Linked DNA regions of Mus musculus: region 2 is linked to region 1. A link is a contact called in public promoter capture Hi-C data. All regions are on one chromosome and are shown on one strand. The core of a region is the stretch at or near the end of the contact, and the rest is flanking DNA. Distances in the headings are between cores, read along the strand shown.

Region 1 (3,305 bases), core at 187-2,686:
GGCAGATCATGTCATTGTTTCTATCTGGTTTTAGAAACAGTCTAAAATAAGTTGAAGTTGATTTTTAAAAAAAATTCCATTTACTATTCTTACTTTTACTTTTCCTCTCATTTAACCAACACCAAGAAAGCCCTCTTTCTTCAGTACAAGAACTTCATGTGTCTGCCTACAGCCACTTATGTCTTTGATCCTTTCCATTGGTAAGGTGCACCCCTAAATCTGCATGAATCATCTTCTTATCAGAGTCCATGTTCTATTCCCTCAACTTTCATGCTGAAAAATTGAGAAGTCACATACAATACTAGCCTCCAGAAGTGACACTATAGCCTCTTCCTAGAAAATATAATGTGGTTTTCTCATGATAAGTTCTTCAGGGAACAGAGTCTCTGCCAGCATGTATAAGCTACTCAATGTGCATTTGTGGAATAAGTGAATTTTAAGATACACTACTCTGGTAATCTTTTCTCATTCTGGGCTCATATAATTACAAGTGCTTCTTTTATGAATTAACTCAATTTAGATCACCTTTCCAAATTCCTACGAAGGAAAAAAAAAAGCACCTTGAGGTGTTCACACAGAACCAGCAAACATTTATATGGAACATTCCCCAGAAAGCTCATAGGAAATTAAGCCAACATGAGCAAACGCTGATTTCCCGGGGGAAGTGGCCTTGTCCTTCTACAGAGAAATGCTCTCTAAACCTACATTGTTAAAATAGCCTATTTCCAGTGCTTCAATGTGACAGTCAAAAGAAATTAAGAAAAGCTGCGTGCCCGAAGCTGCCTCTTTCTCAGTTCTGCGCTTGTAAATGGAAGCAATTTTCAAGACATTATGCCTGGTTCGAATAGGAAGAGTCGCTATAATCTTAAAAGACTGAAGGGTACCTATGTCTTTTCCTTCTTCTTTCTCCTCCTCTCCCTTTCTCTTCATCCTTCTCAGAGTTAAAAATGGAAACTCTGGTAATTTTTAAAGATTACTCGCTGAGGTTGTGATTTCCTATCACGTGCTACGCATCTCTAAGACCCCGGTATAGGAGCCTAGGCATAAGGCTGTCATTTACAAGGAGTAGCAGAATTCCATTTGCCTAGGGACCAATAGATTAGATTTGATCCGTCTTGGGGATGCTAGACTCAATGGACTTTCCAGCACCACAGCGCGAAGTTGAGGGGCTGCATGTGTGAGTGCATGCTGTAAATTGTGTGTGTGTGTGTGTGTGCCCGCGCGCGCGCCCGCGCTCTCGCATGTGAGCACGAGTGAGTGTGTGTGTGTGTGTGTGTGTGTGTGTGTCCGCGAGCGCGTGCGCGAGTATGCGCGCTACTGAGTGTGTCTGGCTGGGTTAGTAGGGTTGGCTGGGGCGGGCAGTAAATAAAGGGTGGGGCCAAGAGAGGAGGAGGGAAAGCGGGACTGTGAAAGAAGCAAAAGCCTGGGTTGTATCACAGTAAACCCGCTGGAGCTCATCCTGTTTGGTTGGAGCTCTGCACCAACTCCCCCAGTTCCCTCTCTCCTTGGGTGTCTTCTTCCCTCCTTTTCTCCCTTTTCCTCACTGCACCCTGAATCCACTACCCATTTCCCCCACCCATCACTTCTGCATCTGACCAGAGGACGAATGAGTGAGACGTTCCAGCAAATCGAGGCAGCAACTTTCCTCAGCTGGTCTCTGGGCTCCAGGAGCGAAATCCTGCTGATTCTTGGAGGTATGCAGCCCATGGAGGAGGAAGAGGACGAGCAGTGATGGGCTAACGACCCGTGCAAGAAGCCCCAAGCAGCTCAGTCTCGGACGCCCGCTTCACGCTTGTTCCCTCCACCTCGCTCTCCTGAGAGCAGAGAGCGCGCGGTGTGCAGACTCGGAACATCCAGGGAGGATGAGGCGGGGACCCAGCCCAAGTTGGGTGCATCTTGCGGGCGTGAGGCCACGACTGTGTTTCGGCATGAATTAAGAAGCTTGAAAGATGGAGCGCGGCACAGTCCTTATCCAACCCGGGCTCTGGACCAGGGACACCAGCTGGACACTCCTCTATTTCCTGTGCTACATCCTTCCTCAGACCTCCCCTCAAGTGCTCAGGATCGGTGAGTGAGCCCGCGGAAGCGCTCCGAGCCCTGAGCTCCAGGGGTCGCGGTCGCTCTCTGTGCCCGCGAAAGCTCAGCGCGCCCAAGGCAAGGCAGCGCGCGCTGGTGTGGGGATGGGAGTTGGGGATAAGGGGTCACCGAGCACTTAAAGCTTCACAAGAAAGTGGGAGTCGGTCACTGCTTCCCTCCTGACAGGTACCAGCTTTCCCAGAATGTATGATTGGCGGGTTTTTTCAATCTGAGATCCAAGAATCCGAGCCATAGTGCAGGGATCCAGGCTCAACTGGGTTGGCTCCTACTCTACCATCAAGTCACGCGCACACCGCGCACCTTTGACCACTTGAATTGGGCTATTGGAGGCGGGGTGAAATCTCTCTTCCAGGTGCCTAAGTGGATGTGCACCAGTCCACTAGTCCGGATTACAGAAAAGAATGTCAGAACCTTAACAATAGAATCCCCGAACCATTAGCACCATGGGAATATCACACAGCATGTTAGCTCAAAGCCTTCAAGTTTTTAACTCTAAATTGCGTTCTTTTGTATGGAGTCTGGAAAGTCTGAAGGTGTGCACTGGCGAGCTTGAGAGTGCAGTGATCTGGGACGATGGTCAGTGAATACGGAAGTTTCCTTTCCCTGCCCAATCTTACCCACCTGCTTACCACTCAGTGTCTTCTAATCCCCAAACCAGACAACTTCTGGGAAAGTTTAGGCTTAAACCTCCAAAGAGATTAAAAAGAGACTACTAGAACACTAAAGACAGAAATCTTGAGGTGTCACAAACAGAACCAAGGGCCAGCATTACTAACAGAATGGTCATTGTGGTCTCATGTAGATGCATGCACAGCTTCACTGCCAAGATTTGGTCAGTGGAGGTCTCGGCTTTAGGCACTAACAAACCTGTAAGGTTTTTCCTTTTAAACTACTGTGGGTTCTGTATTTTAATTTTCGGCGTGCCTTCTAAGTTCCTATTCTTATTATAGATGGTCTCGGGAGAGCCATAGGTGGCCTGTTGACTGCTAACAGGTCTCCTGGCTTCTCCCCTCTCTCACTTAGGGGGAAAAATGAAGCCTGGGACTTCAAGGTTTACTCTTTCTAAGAATTGACTGAGTGGCCTGAGTGTGCTGGCACCTTGTGCAGCAGTTAACAGTGAGGCTCCAAGCCGTCCGTCCATTTCCCTAAGTAACTACAGTAATACTGATCTTCAACTAGTGAGACCCTCAGAAAAATTCTGAACCTAC
Region 2 (3,385 bases), core at 309-2,808, 1.5 Mb before region 1:
AAGCCCAGGTTAACCTTGAACTCATGGCAATCCTCCTGTCCCAGCTTCTCAACTTCCAGAATTATGTATGTTCGAGTCACCACATCTACCATGTTTTCTGATTTTACTCCCTAAATTTGTAACTAATAACTCTTTGCTTGTGTTAAATAAAAATTGGTAATAATTAAAACAATGGGAACCCTGCTTAGTTATTCTTTAGCATTCTTCAGAATGTACCCAAAAAGGCATCCTTCTTCAGCAGATTCAAATTACCCTGTAGCCATAAAACATCCCCTTGAGACATATTTCCTAGTGTTTATAAATAGTTTTCTTGAGTGTTCTTCACAATAAAGTCCCTAAGCATTTGCTGAAGAAGTGGGTTCCAATACATTTGACCATTTTGATATTGACAACGCAAAGGAGCCCTCTCTCTCTCTCTCCCTCTCTCTCTCTTCCTCTCTCTCGCTCTCTCTCCCTCTCTCTCTCTGGCATCCATATCATGCATTTCAAAACTCCTTGTTCTCATCTTTCATTCATCTCTCTTCAACTATCCAGTCGATGCATGTGCCCAATACCCCTATCTTCAAATGAGAGGAGAGAAAAAGGGCTCGTAAGAAATGGAAGCTTAGCCGGGCATGGTGGCACACGCCTTTAATCCCAGCACTCGGGAAGCAGAGGCAGGTGGATTTCTGAGTTCGAGGCCAGCCTGGTCTACAAAGTGAGTTCCAGGCCAGCCAGAGCTATACAGAGAAACCCTGTTTCGAAAAACCAAAACCAAACCAAAACACACACACACAAAGAAATGGAGGCTTTTGCCGGCAGTGATGGAGGAAGACCACCCAGAGATACAATACCGCTCAGCAAATGCGCATATCAAACCAGAACGTGCTTCCATTGGCTATAACAGGACCTGCCTGTTATATGCGAACCCGGCTTCTTTCAAACAACAAAGGGAATTTCTAGTCTCTAAGAAGGCTAAGTTAGTGTTTCTTTTACGGGTTTATCCGTGTAGGATGGATAACAGCATGCTGCGTGGGAAGCCTTTCTCCCAAACAACTACGTGAACCCTGCCTGCCCCCTGGTGGAGATCTGTAGGATAGTCCTAGATTTCTCTGCCGGTGAAGAACTGAAGCTAGCTTAGCAATTAGGCAGCGAGGGTCCAGTGCTGAGAGAGCCAACAGAGCAAGAAGCATCAGACTTTGGCGGGAATCTGCCCCCGCCCCCAAGGTGGTCCTGGAGCCTCTTGCTTTGGGTTAAGATGGGAACGTCGCTGTGTTTAAAGGCATGCAGTTGATTGTAATGTGCCAGTTGGATTCAATTTCCCTCGAAAATCCATCGTTTAACTGAAACCCTGGCAGCGAAGTGCTCGGCACTGGTGTTTGCTTTAATGCAGTAAGGAAGTTTTAGGGATCCTCACGAGTTGGCTGCTGCTGCTATAACTGGACGAACCATGGATTTGCCTGATTTTGGAGGGAGTGAGAGGATCGTGTTCTGCCTCTCCCCACCCCTGCCCCTTTGCTTTGGTCCAACATAACCCGGTTGGCTTCAGGCAGGTCCCTCCAAATTGTGCGCGAGGACGCCTCTCTGGTGCCCCCTCGTGATGGATCCACGAAGTGCCGCATCGTATTTAGAACTTGGAAGGATCCAGGCTGCAATTCCCTTTTTCCCTCTCACTCTAAAGAAGCGTCTGTCTGGGCTCACATACCTGCGCAGTTGGGCTTGTCTAGGGTTCAGCTTTAGGGTAGGTGCTGGGAAGACGGCTCAGGGTTTAGGAGCACTCAACGCTCTTCCAGAGGACCCAGGTTCGTTTTCCAGCACCGGCTTGGTGGTTGGCAATAGACTGTCACTCCAGTTCTGAGGACGATGGTACATTCTGGGTTCTTCAAGCACAGCATGCACACGGTGCACAGACAGATCTGCAGGCAAAGCACCCATATACATAAAATAAGTATTGAGGAGCAAGTCTCTGGTGATTGACAGCACACGCATCGACGGAACTCTCAGGGTAGCGTCTGCTCATCTCTATTTCCAGTCCTAACACTCGCCCCAAGGATTGGAGACGTAGACCTATGCCCCGAGATTGAGCAATTAGCTGCATCCGTGAAGTAAGTGAACAGGATGGTGATGCTGAGGACGGGGCTGGGTGCCCGTCAGGGGTGGGCTCCACTGGCGTGTGCAGAGGAATCCTTTAAGATGATTTGGTGAAAGGGCACGGAGTAGGGGGCGCATGAGGTGAGGTTGGATGACGCTGGGGAATTGCATCTCCAGTTTTGACCCAGAGTTCACCGTGGTGCTGTCACATTTAGAAAAGCTGTGACTCTGGTATGGACCGCACCAAGCGCCAGAGAGAACTGACAAGCTGGTGAGGACGGTGTGGATGCTAATGGACCGCATGGGAGCGGGCATCCTCACATGAAAGATGCTGATGAGGGGCATGGGAATCGGCGTCCTCACGTGAAAGATGCTGCCTGTGGTGTGGGAAAGAGAGCTCAGCCAGCGGATGCATACATTTGTGAGTGTGTGTTGTGAGTTCCTGTGTGTGCTGTGAGTTCATGTGGTGTCGCGCCCACCTCGGCCGGCAAGGAAGACACAACACGGTCGGATTCTTCTCAACAGCCTTTATTGCAGGAACACCTTGATGCTGCTACGGGGACCCCGGGAACCCAGGGAGGTCTGCTTATATGCACCCCAGCACAGGGAAAGGCTTCGTGTCCTCCTGGGATTGGTCAGTCTGTCGATGCCTAATTAGCATGCACCTGCTCGGGAGGGGTTGGCGCCAATCTCTGGTTTACACCTGCGCTGATGTTGTTTATGACAACGGCACACCAGAAACCTGCGCCATCTTAGAGTTGGCTTCCTACAATGTGGGTATTGTGAGTTTGTGTGTATATGTATGTTGTAAATTTGTGTTGTGTGTTGTGAACTCATATGTGTGTTGTGAGTTCATTTGTGTGTGTGTTGTGAATTCATATGTGTGTTGTGAGTTCATTTGTGTGTGTGTTGTGAATTTGTATGTTGTGAGTTCATGTGTGTTGTGAGTTCATATGTGTGTGTCCTATTCTGGGAGTAGTGGAAATACAGGAGTTTTAGTAAAGTTACCTACTTTAGAAATGTCATTCATTCGCTGTGGGACAATTTTGAGGAACAATATTTGTGTTACTAGTTTTGACAAATGACATCTTGCCAATGAAGTTATTACTTCATAGGCACCACTTTCAGCAAGTGATATTGGAACTTTGTAAATTAAGAGTCTGTGAATTGGAGTCTGTTTGGGGCTCCTGTGGGGGCGTCTCCCTGAAGTAGACATGGCAGGTGAGTGGGTATGTACCTGGGACAGAATTTCATTTCCAGGGCAGCAATAATCTCATCACCAAACCATCCTGCCTCTCATCACTTATTAGGTAGG

The links. Promoter capture Hi-C pulls out the DNA fragments that hold promoters and counts their contacts.
Region 2: a promoter capture Hi-C map of hippocampal neurons shows a contact between it and region 1, with 8 times the contacts expected there. The contact joins the enhancer-like site here to the promoter of Grik1 in region 1. A contact is called at or near these places in 3 of 39 promoter capture datasets (cranial neural crest, embryonic stem cells and hippocampal neurons), 7 of 484 Hi-C or Micro-C datasets (cerebellum, cerebral cortex, cortical neurons and 3 more) and 1 of 115 datasets of contacts at active chromatin or transcription factors (astrocytes).

The regions. Positions count from the first base shown.
Region 1 is chr16:88,288,347-88,291,651 of GRCm38.p6, reverse strand. Grik1 (glutamate receptor, ionotropic, kainate 1) reads left to right here and starts at 1,436. Exons shown (of 17, transcript NM_146072.5): 1 at 1,436-2,067. The coding sequence starts at 1,950.
Region 2 is chr16:89,772,179-89,775,563 of GRCm38.p6, reverse strand. No RefSeq gene overlaps it. Among named protein-coding and RNA genes, the nearest start is that of Gm52239, 21 kb to the left of the region's middle. Within about 2 kb of position 1,558, at least 66 of the 459 cell types and tissues checked have an H3K27ac peak or open chromatin away from gene starts, as enhancers often do. A contact at or near this core is called in cerebellum, cerebral cortex, cortical neurons and 1 more, where this site is marked.